Regions from separate parts of the Mus musculus genome. Here all the other regions are linked to region 2. The links are chromatin contacts, called in public promoter capture Hi-C maps. All regions are on one chromosome and are shown on one strand. The core of a region is the stretch at or near the end of the contact, and the rest is flanking DNA. Distances in the headings are between cores, read along the strand shown. Region 1 has its middle 25 kb from the start of Notch2. Region 2 overlaps Reg4 (regenerating islet-derived family, member 4). Region 3 overlaps Zfp697 (zinc finger protein 697).

Evidence for each region. Promoter capture Hi-C pulls out the DNA fragments that hold promoters and counts their contacts.
Region 1: a promoter capture Hi-C map of liver shows a contact between it and region 2, with 2.2 times the contacts expected there. The contact joins two enhancer-like sites. A contact is called at or near these places in 11 of 39 promoter capture datasets (the 3T3-L1 cell line, the C10 cell line, the HPC-7 cell line and 7 more), 1 of 15 datasets of contacts at CTCF or cohesin (the NIH/3T3 cell line), 1 of 484 Hi-C or Micro-C datasets (embryonic retina), 1 of 115 datasets of contacts at active chromatin or transcription factors (pancreatic cancer cells) and 2 of 9 other capture datasets (adipose tissue and embryonic stem cells).
Region 3: a promoter capture Hi-C map of hippocampal neurons shows a contact between it and region 2, with 2.4 times the contacts expected there. The contact joins two enhancer-like sites. A contact is called at or near these places in 5 of 39 promoter capture datasets (HPC-7-derived erythroid cells, embryonic stem cells, hippocampal neurons and 2 more) and 1 of 115 datasets of contacts at active chromatin or transcription factors (pancreatic cancer cells).

Annotation. Positions count from the first base shown.
Region 1 is chr3:97,986,688-97,990,555 of GRCm38.p6, reverse strand. No RefSeq gene overlaps it. Among named protein-coding and RNA genes, the nearest start is that of Notch2, 25 kb to the left of the region's middle. Within about 2 kb of position 2,120, at least 9 of the 459 cell types and tissues checked have an H3K27ac peak or open chromatin away from gene starts, as enhancers often do. A contact at or near this core is called in liver, where this site is marked.
Region 2 is chr3:98,225,322-98,229,804 of GRCm38.p6, reverse strand. It overlaps Reg4 (regenerating islet-derived family, member 4), which reads right to left. Exons shown (of 6, transcript NM_026328.2): 3 at 1-21. Among named protein-coding and RNA genes, the nearest start is that of Reg4, 5.4 kb to the right of the region's middle. Within about 2 kb of position 2,389, at least 37 of the 459 cell types and tissues checked have an H3K27ac peak or open chromatin away from gene starts, as enhancers often do. A contact at or near this core is called in hippocampal neurons and liver, where this site is marked.
Region 3 is chr3:98,426,020-98,430,428 of GRCm38.p6, reverse strand. Zfp697 (zinc finger protein 697) reads right to left here. Exons shown (of 3, transcript NM_172863.4): 3 at 1-3,267. The coding sequence ends at 1,799. Among named protein-coding and RNA genes, the nearest start is that of Gm4450, 29 kb to the left of the region's middle. Within about 2 kb of position 2,763, at least 202 of the 459 cell types and tissues checked have an H3K27ac peak or open chromatin away from gene starts, as enhancers often do. A contact at or near this core is called in hippocampal neurons, where this site is marked.

The DNA.
Region 1 (3,868 bases), core at 871-3,370, 240 kb after region 2:
CATAGAGGACCAGCGCTCAGTTCCAAGCACCCATCTTGGGCAGCTTAAAGCTGTCCATAGCTCCAGCACCAAGGAAACTGGTATTGTTTTCAGGTTTTCATAGTCACACATGTGTGATTACACCACACACACACACACACACACACACACAGAGGCAAAAGTAAGAAAGAATTTCTTATGTAGCCCTGGCTGCCCTAGAACTCTCTATGTAGACCAGGCTGGCCTCACACCCACAGAGTTCCACCTACTTCAGCCTGCTGAGCACTGGGATTAGAGGTGTGCACCATCACACTTATCGAAAGTAAAAGATACCTTAATTTTTTTTCCACTGCCAGGACAGTTTATTTGATTGGGGATGGGCCCTACTATGTAAGCAGGCTAGCCTGGAACTTAGCATGTCTCATGTCTACAGAGTACTAGATTAGAGCATAGGCCACACACACACTACTGTCTACAGAGTACTAGATTAGAGCATAGGCCACCACACACACTACTGTCTACAGAGTACTAGATTAGAGCATAGGCCACACACACACTACTGTCTACAGAGTACTAGATTAGAGCATAGGCCACACACACACTACTGTCTACAGAGTACTAGATTAGAGCATAGGCCACCACACACACTACTGTCTACAGAGTACTAGATTAGAGCATAGGCCACCACACACACACTACTGTCTACAGAGTACTAGATTAGAGCATAGGCCACACACACACTACTGTCTACAGAGTACTAGATTAGAGCATAGGCCACACACACACTACTGTCTACAGAGTACTAGATTAGAGCATAGGCCACACACACACTACTGTCTACAGAGTACTAGATTAGAGCATAGGCCACACACACACTACTGTCTACAGAGTACTAGATTAGAGCATAGGCCACACACACACTACTGTCTACAGAGTACTAGATTAGAGCATAGGCCACCACACACTACTGTCTACAGAGTACTAGATTAGAGCATAGGCCACACACACACTACAGCATTGATTATCTGCTTTTCCCCAGGTTGTTTTTCTCAATTAAAATAATAAATTTTCTTTGTTTTTGTCTCTGTCATAATTGAGCTCCGTGGGTGTTAGGATAAAATTATTTACATTTAACTTATTCAAAGTGTTTCTTTTTCACTTTTAGAACATCATGACCTCTTAGCTTTTTCTTAGGGGATACCGTTCACTCTACTTCACTGAGCTCATGTGTCTAATTCCTCAACCCAAGATCTATATTTACTCAAAAAACCCATGAAGAAAAGTCTCATTTGCACCATATTTTCATAATAAATTATGCCCCTGGGTTTCTCTTTACTGAAAAACAGAGCTGCTAATTTTATGCCAGGGTATAATTCTCTAGGTTGGCTTGTAAACCAGCCACAGAAATGTGGAGACGCTTCCACTGGCATGAGCCTCCCTTAAATCAAGAGGGAGGGAGGGAGACAGACATGTTTATTTCTTTGGAGGGCTGAAAAAGAAAGAAACAAAGACACACACACACACACACACACACACACACACACACACACACACGCACTCCTCCATCCCCTCCCCTCCGCACCTCTCCCTTTTTGCTTGCTTGCCTCTCTCAGGCTCCAGTAGGGCTGGTCGTGTTCCCATGAAGTGCCCGTTGGACTTTGACTTAGCCAAGCCTCAGCTCTTTTTCAGAGACTTTTTATTCTGGAGAGTAAGGAATAGAGGGTTTGCCTCTAGAGTGTCACCTAAAAACCAAGAGGAGTAATATAGGGGCCCTCCCCACAGAGACAGCTCCCTTCTCTGGAGAGCTTTGGCATTCTGGATTTGAGTAAAAGTGCAGGCCCCTGTTGTTACATAAACAGTTACCTCTAATCCCATTCAGAGCCCCTAGAGTTCACTCAATAAGCTGCAGATTCAAGAAATGGGTGGCTAGGCCTGGAGGGCACATGCCTGTTCATAGCTCTTGGGAGGTAGAGGCTGGACAAAAGGTTATCCTTGGCTACATAGTGAATTTAAGGCTTGGGCTACTAATGACTATCAAAGCAAAAATGAAACAAAATAATAGATAAGAAAGAAACATGGGAGTATAAGGTGTGACGGAGGGGTGTGACACAGTGAGGAGAGGCCCTTGCTGCCAAGCCTGACAACCTGGGTTCTATTCTGGGAACCCACAGGGTAAAGGGCGAAAACTAACCCCCAAAAGCTTCCCTCTGACCTCTGTACAAACACACACACACACACACACACACACACACACACACACACACACAAAATAAAAAAATAAATAAATGTGATGAAATATATTTTAAAAGATAAATACTAAGAATCAAGAGTTTCCTAACCAGGACACTGTGATACAGTTCTAAATGATATGTTCCAAAATTCCTATAGTTTGTTCCAAAACTCACCCAAGCACAGCTATCTGAATATCATTCTGGCTTCTCAGTGATAAGAAAAACAAAATAATATTCTCAGGAAAACCATCCACCTATAAGCTGGTACTCAGTGCCTGTTTCCTTGTCAGCCAAGGCTGAAGATTACAAGAAAGTATTCATGCTGTAGGCAAAAACTAGAGCTCTGTTGTCACAGTGTGAACCTATGTGCATGGTCCCCAGCATCACACAAGCCAGGTGCAGTGGCAAAATATAATATCAATGAAATGAGTTTCTCTTCCCACTTTTAGACACTGCAGAAGGGGGACAAAACACCCAAAGAGTCCTAGAAGGCTATAGAACATTACAAATTAATAAAAGATTGTGTGTGTGTGTGTGTGTGTGTGTGTGTGTGTGTGTGTGTGTGTGTGTGTTTGAGACAAGGTCTCCTGTAAGCTAAGCTGGCCTTGAACTTTCTACCCTCTGTTTCCCCCCCTAGTGCTAGGGGCCATGAATGTCTCAGTGTTCTCCCAACTGCTTCTTTTGTCTGATCTTCCCCTAGTGGTACTGAGTGTGAAAGGGCCACTGTTCTATCTGTCCTTGGAGGAATAAATGGAATTGTGTATTGATTTTAAAAAATAACAGTACAGGAAAGATACTTTGATGCTATTTGGGAAGGTTCTATGCGTACCCATCAGTGCGGACTACTCTTGACAGCGCTGGCTGTGCATTGCCTTTGCACTATGCAACTCACACTTGCTAAAAACAAGTTCTTTGGACTGGAGGCATGGCTTAGTAGCAAGAGCACTTACAGCTATTGGAGGGGACCCAAGTTTTAACACCAGTACTCATGTCAGGCAGCTCACAACCACTTGTAACCCCAGCTCCAGGGGAATCACATGTCCTCATCTGGGTACTGCTGGCACCTATGTGCTCTCCCTCCCTCCCTCCCTCCCTTCCTCCCTCTCTCTCTCTCTCTCTCTCTCTCTCTCTCTCTCTCTCTCTCTCTCACACACACACACACACACACACACAGAGAGAGAGAAGTAGATACAAATAAATATAATAATTAATATTTTTAATTAAAGAAAAACCGAACGTTTTCAATGAGGAGCCATGCATCTTTACAAACATAGCTCTGCCTCCCTTGTGTTCTTGAAGGGCTACTCTACAAACAACTGCAGCTTGTGGAGAAACGGAGCAGAAAAAGACGAATCATTTTTTAAACTAAACTTGTCAGTTTTAGAAACAAACCTAACAAGTTCCAGTGGCAATAGATAATCATCCAGTAGAGGGGTGCCAAACACGTAAACAGATCTAAGTGCTGTTTTAGTAAACCATTTGCTCTGAGAATGCAGACCCAGCTCACCACGCCAGGGGGGGGCCTGCAGTGTGTGTCTGCAAGCCTGATCGCCTGGGTGTGAATCCTGGTTGTCGTTCCTTCCATCTAAGTTCTTAGACCATCTGTGGCCTCAGTTTCCTCCCCTGTAAAATGGAAACAGTGGCAACACCTGTTTCAT
Region 2 (4,483 bases), core at 1,140-3,639:
CACAGCTGGGTCTCAAGATATCTGTACAGAAACAAAAGGTAGTTACAGATTATGATGCCAAAAAAAAAAAAAAAAAAACCTGTCAGTGCCACGATGAGACAGTTTTTAGATCAAGAATACCTTGAATAAAGGGAAGAGTCTCTTTTGGAAGGACCCTGCTGAGCTGTTGAAAATGTGTGCTGTGTAGACTTAAGGATCTAGGTAAGCTGATGAAAGAATGCCTGCCTTGCATGCATAAAGTCCTGGGTTTGACTCCTAACACTGTTCATGTCTGTGATCCTAACAGAATACTAAGTAGAAGAATCAGAAATTGAAAGCCATCCTTGGCTACATCGTGAGTTTGAGGACAGCCTGGGCTACATGAGATTCTGTCTCAAAACATACACACACACAGGGTAGAAGCAGAGACAGAGAGACAGAGACAGATAGAGACAGAGACAGAGACAGAGACAGAGAGAGAGAGAGAGAGAGAGAGAGAGAGAGAGAGAGAGATCATACAAAACAAAACCAAAAACTTTATTATTACTCTTCTCCCAGCCCTCCTCAAAGGATCTTTCCCAGGGTGGGTATTTCCTGGGAAAGGGGCATCAAGCTTTCTGAGACTACTGAACACTCTAAATCAATAGGAATTTTAAGGAGCTCAAATATTGCTGTGGTCCAGCTGTCAAAGAAGGAGTTAAGGAGGTCTTATAGCCATTGGAGTTTTGTCTCTGTGTGCTCTGAGGGCTCAACGCTCATCGACTGCTACCATTTCACTAGATCAGGATGTGTAACTACAGTGAACACACTCAAACAATTGGTAGAATGACACAGTCAGGCTTTGTCGAGTAGAGACATAAACTGGGAGTTGGGGGCATTATTAGGAGAAAGAGCCATTTTGGAAGGGGGTGGGACAAACGGCAACTTAGCAGAATGTGACGATGGGTGGGCTGTGCATCAATAGAGAGAAGAGAGGACTTTTTAGAGAAAAGGAATGGGCTGGGCAGAGGCATGGGGACCAGAATGTGTGCAGAAACAGCAAGCCCCTAAGTTTGAGTATAGGGGATCTGTAAGACAAGCATGGCCAAAGGAACGAGAAAGGCTTTGTGGCAAAGGAGACTGTGACTCAGGAAGGCTCCAGTTTCTTACTGGAAATTGATAAAGAAGAGACGAGGAGAAGTGAAGAGGGGCTGATGGCCAAGGGGCAACCAGGCTAGCAATCCGAGCCCTGTGACAATGTGGCTGCACACCTACACTCTAGACCACTGCAAAGGTCTTCCACGGTGATGTGGGCAGACTAGAGCTGTTTAAGTGTGTTGACCTTTTCCCAGTCAGATGACTGCGTGGCACTCTTTGTTCTGTTTCATTTGCTCCCTGTAAATCTCCAGGGCTTTCACACTGATTTCAGACAGGTTCCCTGCTCCTTAGTGTTCTTCCTTCCTTCCTTCCTTCCTTTCTTTCTTTCTTTCTTTCTTTCTTTCTTCCTTTCTTCCTTTCTTTCTATCTATCTACCTCTCCCCTTTTCCCCTCTCCCTTCTCTCTTCTCCCTTCTCTCTCTTTCTTCCTCCCTCCCTGTCAACTCCCCCCTCCATCTCTCTCTTTCCCCCCTCCCTTTTCTTTCCTTTGAAACAAAGTCTCATGCAGCCCAGACTGGCCTTGAACTCACAAAGTAGCTGAGGATGACTTTGAACCTCTGACTCTCCTGCCTGTGGCTCCTTGTGCTGAGAGTATAGGCATTGCCATCATTTGATTTTACAAAACAGTGGAGGGTCAAAGCCAGGTTTTCATGCAAGCTAGGCACACCTTCTACCAACTGAGCCTTGCTGCCAGCTCCTTAGCACTGAAGTGCTTTCTTGGCTCCATCTTCTTGCCCTCTCTAGCTACAATCTCCCAGGCACCAGTGCCAGCTGATCTGGAGCACGAGGCTCTTACAGATTTAGCTCTATTGTGTGTGTGAGCAGATCTGTGAGTGAAGGATAATCACTGAGCTAACAAATGGGAAGGAACGCGTATTGGTCATCTTTTTCTCACAGCTGTGACCAGATACCTGACAAATGCAGCTGGAGGAGAAAGGGGTTTATTTGGTTTGTAGCTTGGCGGGATTCGATCCTTCAAAGCAGGAAGGGCAACGCTGCAGGAGCAAGAGGTAGCGGTGGCGGTCATGTTGTATCCGGTCAGCAGCCACAGTCAGATAGATATTGACATTCAACTTATTTTTTTCTTTTTTATTCAACCCAAGACCTCAGCCCATGGCGTATTTTCAATTCGCCTATCTCTTTTGTTTTTCTCCGTGCCTTTGTGCGCTCCTCCTCGATTCTTTCCTCCCCTCTGCTTTTCTCCATCGTTCTTTCTCACCTTAGCCTTGCATTGTTGCAGCTACCGACATGCGCCCCCTGGTGGGAACACTTAGAAATGCTTCCAACTGAGGCCATGCGCCGTTGTGCCTCGGGTTTACCCAGCATTCCTTGGTACCAGGTCCTTCTCTGGGCAGTTTATACTCTAGAACCCACCCTCACCCCCATTATATAGTTCCTGATATTGCCACCACGTCCCAGATGAGGAAACGAGGCAGAAAGAAGTTGTTGCGCCTCACACTCCCACAGCAAATAAGAAAAAGAGAAGCTATGGTCTAGACAGTGTGGCTCTGAGTTGGGACTCTAGCCGGCTTAGTCATGCTCAAGCTATGTTTAAAAAACAAAAACCTGCAAGCCACTCATATTTATTCGGGCTGTCCTACTTAATAGCCAGACTGTCTCAGACAGATGGGAATGGGCACTCGTGGTACGGACAAGAAAACCTGTTAAGGCCACGAGACAGGAGTGGAGTGGGACTTCTGAGGAGCCGCTGCGTTCTCAGCAGCCTAGAGTCTTTTCACATCTCTGCCACAGGTGCCAAGTCTCCTCATTGCTGCACATGGGGTGACAAGAGACAGGTCCTCGCACCAGGCTCTCTATCTTTAGTGGTCTTTCTAATCTCCTAACCTTCGTACAACTCTGACTTCTTGTCTGCACAGTGAACTGATGTACACTTTCCCCACAGGGTTGCCTGGAGAGCTGGTGGGATAATGCATACCTAATGCAAACACAGTGGTTAGCACGCCGCCTAGCACAAAATAATTGCTAAATAAATGACAGCTGGTTAGAACTATAGCTTTCTTGTGTGATACTGGGGACTGGTCTGGTGCATGGTGGGAAAGTCCTGCCACAGAGCTGTAGATCTACAGGCTAGCCCTAGGCTTCTTTTCTTTTCCTTTTCCTTTCCTTTTCTTTTCTTTTCTCTTCTTTTCTCTTTTAAACCTGAAGCAGAGCCTGTTTAAGCTTCCAAGACTGGCCTTGAACTCTGTGTCGCCCAGGCAGGTCAGGGCTCTGAGGTCATGCTGCACTGTTCTCCTGAGTAGCCAAAATTCCAGACATGCAGAACCAGACTCAGCTAGAATTGTAGCTGTGAGAAACCAGCACCATTGTTATGATAACAAGGTGGAGTATTTCTGAAAAATATTAGCCAGTGCAGTTTTCATTGTGTCTAAATGTCTCTCTGTTTCTCTTCATTGAGCCCCACAGGCCAGGGCAAGGAGCCATTGCTCAGACAACAGAGCTATGATGTTGGCCATCAGCCTCCGTTGAAAGAAAAAAAATCAGTTTCTAAGCTCTCCACATCTACTTTAAATGCAAGATTAGACTTTTTTTTTCCACAAGCTTTTGTGCAAATATATATATATGGGATCTGTCCTAAGCACAGTTCTCATGAATGCAGCAATAAACAAAAAGGTTTTCTACAGCTGGGAGGAAGATCTGTCTGGAAAAGAGCCATGGAAGGACCCGTGCTATATGTTTTGGCTCTAGTCTCCTCCTGGGGAGAGACCCAAGGAGATTAGTGAAGTCCTGGGAAGAGGTTGGGAAGTCTTATCTCATTCTCCAGAAGATAGCCAGGGTCAGTGTCAAGCTCTTAAAGGAAGCCAGAGGTCAGGGCAGCCCCCAAGGAGCATACAGACACGGCTGTAAGGCAGCAGGGACTGGGGACAGTTTCCAGTGTTCTCTGCATTCTTGCAGGGTGCAGGGGCAGTGGCTGAATTCCCTGGGTCCTGAGAAATCAGACACAGAGAGCTGGTAGCTGAGACAAGTGTGGAGTCAGGGGCAGAGTATCATACAAGGCCACGTGGAGGGTAGGCCACGGCAAAAACACAGCCTTCAACCGATGCCCCAAAAGCTCCACCTCTCCCCACACTTCCTTGCATTCATTCATCCCCTTGGCAAAGTCCATTCGAGAACTTCTAGGCCTCAGCAGATCTTTTTAGTGGCCTCTTCCCTCGACAGAACTAATGCTCAAACAAGCAACTCTTGTTTCTCAGAGGTCCTGCCTCCTCCAACTCCCAGTGAGGTTGTGGGGTACTGTGGGAGATGACCAAGCTAGGAGCTGGGCATCAGTGTGACTTTTGTCATTCTCAGATTCAACGGAGCATTTATATCAGAGGACCCCACATTGCATCTCTTTCCATCCCGGATAG
Region 3 (4,409 bases), core at 1,514-4,013, 200 kb before region 2:
AAAAAATAAAAAATAAAAAAAACAAAAATGCTTCTTTAGAGTCCCCAAAGAAGCTCATTATGAAAATACAAATAATCAAGTATAAATCTCTAGCATTCACAGAAACTTGGCTAAAACTGTAAAAACAATTGTATGGTTTCCCCACCACACTTTCAACTGTGTCCAACAGTTCCAGATTCCCATGAATAATCTAGGGTAATAAATGTTAGTGAAGAAAACTTCACTGCCGGCCACCACACTGACTTCTAAAGGCTAATCTACGGGAGGGAACTTAAGGGTAGGTAACCAAAATCTATACAAGTTATTTGACTCCAGCTCCCTACTAGAAATAGAAGACAGTGAGAATACTGGAATCAGGTGACAAAGGCCAGCTTTGTCAATAAGGACATCTTTGGTCCTTCTAGGCTTTAATTTTTCCATCAAGTGTAAGAATGCTCAGTCTTCTTGCTTTATGATATAAATCAGAGCACGTAAGTCATCCTCGCAACCGAGCTTGGAACACAAAAGGGCAGGCTCCACCATTCATTGCCCTGGGCCTTTCTCTGAAAGGCTTACCACACTCCTCCCCCAGACTTTCCCCAGTCACAGTTTGCAATGCTGATGTATCTCACAGGCATGTGAGAAACACTAACAGTCATTAAAAAGCATAAAGCACTCTGTTAAATACAAAAGTGCTATTTTGGCATCTCGTATAACTGGAAAACATTCACTGTTTGTGCTATTTGGCAATTTTGCATTTCCAACTCTCCCTGACTGTGCCCTCCACGTGGACATGTGTGCCTCTTATATATGGGGGTCGGAGGTGGGGGGTCGGGGATGGGGCAGGGACGAAAATCCTGTTTGGATCACATCTCTCATTAATTTGTGAGTAATTTGGGGGTTCTTGGGGTCAGGGCACACGCATGCAAATGAAGGCACCCCAACCTGTGAACTTGGCTTTCCTGCTCTACACAAATCTACACAAAGCCAGCAAAACTGAGCCAGCTAGTTGACTTTTGTGAACAGTTTCTGAGGCAGCTGCTGACAGTCTACCGGTTTCCTGAAACCTACTCTCCACTGACAGCTGAGACCTGGCAGGCAAGTCCTAATTTACATAGCAGATGGGGCCATCCCTAGGCACCCCTGACCCTACATGAAGCTTGAGCAGTTTCAAGAATTAGCGAAGAAACCGGTGCAGGATTTCCTAAGAGATCTAAGAACCAATGTATGTGGATTTCTAAACTTTTGCCCTTTGACATAACTGTGCAGTTTTTCTGCTCGATTTCCCCAGGATGTCTCAAAATAGCAGCTGGGGCTCATAGAAAGGGAAGTGGATACTTAGCAACCTCTTCTATAGGGATGAGAAGGGTCGTAATAGAGCTGATAAGTGAGGTGTTAGGGCAAACTCAGGCTTACCATGCCCCGGGAGTGTGACATTCTTATTTCTACCCGCTTTTTGTTGTACGCCTGTAACTCTAAACAAATCACCTATCTCAGTTCTCACACAGTCCAAGCCTCTCTACACAGCCCCAAATGCCTTTCCTCGGGGTCCTCCCAACTCTGCTTTTCCAAGCTTTTCACTCTTCGCAGTGTGTATTTAAGTAAGCTATCAAGTCAAGCACATCTTCTAAGAGTTACTTTGAAGGTGGAGGTAGGCACCTCGAAGTAACAACTCTTATTAACCATCTCCTGGGGGGTGGGGTGGCAAACACCAAAAGGCTCCCCCAGACACTCTCAGACTGTCCCTCCTGCCCCTTCCCCAACATCTACAGATCAGTAGCCAGACGACTCCCACCGCCGCCTCATTCGGATGCCCTCCCTAACACAAGTGCAACTTCTGGTGCTGTGCAAGGTGCGTCTTGTAGCGGAAGCCCTTGCCACAGCCCGCGCATTTGTGAGGCTTGTTGCCGGTGTGGATGCGCCGGTGGCGGATGAGGTGGGAGCTCTGGATGAAGCTCTTGCCGCACTCGAGACATGTGTAGGGCTTCTCGCCGGTGTGCGTGCGCTGGTGCTGCGTGAGCGTGGAGAAGTCGCTGAAGCGCTTCTCGCACTGGCCGCAGCCGAAGGGCTTCTCGCCGGTGTGCACGCGCAGGTGGTTGACGAGGTGCGAGTTGCGGCCGAAGCCCTTGCCACACTCCCGGCACACGTAGGGCCGCTCGCCCGAGTGCGTGCGCTTGTGCGTGAAGAGGTGCGAGCTCACGCTGAAGGTCTCGCCGCACTCGGAGCACATGTAGGGCTTCTCGCCCGTGTGCACGCGCTGGTGCTTCACCAGGTCCGAGCGCCAGCTGAAGCGCTTGCCGCACTCGCCGCAGCCGTGCGGCTTCTCGCCGGTGTGGATGCGCTGGTGATTGGCCAGATGCGAGCGGCGCACGAACCCCTTGCCGCACTCCCCGCATGCGAAGGGCCGCAGCGCCGCCGCCGAGCCCGCCGAGCCCGCGCCGCCGCCCGCCGCCGCGTGCGCGCGCCGGTGGCTGAGCAAGTGCGAGCTGAGGCTGAAGGCTTCGCCGCACTCCGGGCACGGGTAGGGCTTCTCGCCCGTGTGCAGGCGCCGGTGCTTGAGCAGGTCGGCGCGCCAGCTGAAGCTCTTGCCGCAGTCGGCGCACAGGTTGGGCCGCTCGCCCGTGTGCAGCCGCAGGTGGTTGGTCAGGTAGGTGTTGCGGCTGAAGCCTTTGCCGCACTCCCCGCAGCGGAAGGGCTTTTCGCGAGGGGGCCGGGCCAGCGTGGGCCCCGCCCCGAAGCCGCCGGCCACGCCCATGCCCACGCCCATACCCATGCCCATCATCCCCACCACTCCTCCGCACTCGCCGGCCAAACCGAAGGGCTCCAAGCTGGCCACGGCGGCGGCCTCTGCCAGGCGGTGGATGCGCTGGTGCTGCAGGAATGCGGCGCCCGGGCTAAAGCTCTCCCCGCAGTCTGGGCAGATGGTGGGCGCGTCCATGATACTGGCCATCAGGCTGTCTAGTTCCCCGAGGTCCATGGCCATGGGGTGATGGAGCCGGTGGAAGCGGCGGTGAGCAGGCTTGTCACCCCGGTGTCGACCGCCCAGGGAGAGGTGACGCCTCCAAGGAAGCACGGGAGTAGGCAATGGATCTTCCTCCTCTATCAAGCGGTTCTCCCCAGCGCTTTCCTCTTCTTCGTCTTCCTCCTCTTCATCTTCCTCTCCCCGCGGACTCCGGGATATGCTGTCAGATTCTGACAGTCCTGGGAACAGAGCCATGTCAGCCACACCAGGCTGGTCGTCCTCTTCCTCACGGAGGATAGCCCTTTCTTCCTCACTCAGCCGCCCCTCTGCAACAGACAAGTTGGCAATGGGGTCAACTAGACCTGATGTGCCAGGAGGGTGAGCCAAAGGAGTAATGCCCCTCCCCCAGCCCCCTTACCCCTACTTTTTACTCGGCCTCTTCCCTACCAGTTTCCTCCTGCTAAGACTAAAGGATAATGCACTCTGCCCCACTGCCAACTCTCCTGGCAGACACCGCCTACTAGACACCCCAGCTTCTGCTCAGCTGAATCACCTGAAGCCTGCGAATGGCTAGGTTTGTACCAGATGGGAATATGTTTCCAGAAGAAAAAAACGAGGCGGGGGTGGGAGGGGGGATTCTCAACCATACTTTCTAAAGCTAGAGCCTCAAAACACAAGTCATGTTAATCACAGAAAGTATGAGACCAGTAGGACTCATCAGGTCCCAGACAGATTCTAAAACAAAACAACAACAACAAAACCATTTGGTCAGTCTGGGAACAACGTGCAAGCATGTCCAACCTTTGACATTGCAACAGTGTTGTCATCTACCAAGTTTGTGCTCAAAAAGCAGTCAAGTCTTAAGAAAAAAAAAATCAAAAGAGCTCATCTCTATAGCACTGGTTCTCAACCTTCCTGATGCTGCGACCCTTTAATATATAATTTCTCATGCTGTAGTGACCTCCAACCCTAAAATTGCTTCCCTTGCTACTTCATAATTGTAATTATGCTTCTGTTATGACTTGTAATGTAATTACCTGTGTTTTCCAAGGGTCTCAGGCCAACCCCTGTGAAAGGGTCATTAGACGCCCACAAAGGGGTCAGGACCCACAGGTTGTGAACCACTGGGCTACACTGACGCGCATGCTTTATAATTTAATTTTGATACCCAGAACCTACAGAATGGACCCCCCCCCCTCTTCTACTCTCCATCTCTGTTCAGTGGGGGAGAGGTCACGAGGGTAGGGGAAGTGGCTAGAGACCCAGAACTTGCTTTCAGGTCAGAAATAGCAAGAGTGGTAACCAGGAACTTGGGCACTTGGGTAATCAGCCTCATGGACATAGGTAGGTCACTTAACCACCAAATTTGCTTCTAGAGAAGGAAATGATGATTTAACTAGAAATATCAATGTACTTCACCCAGCACTGTGCTAAGTCACTCTTTAAAATATATGTGTATGTGTGTATA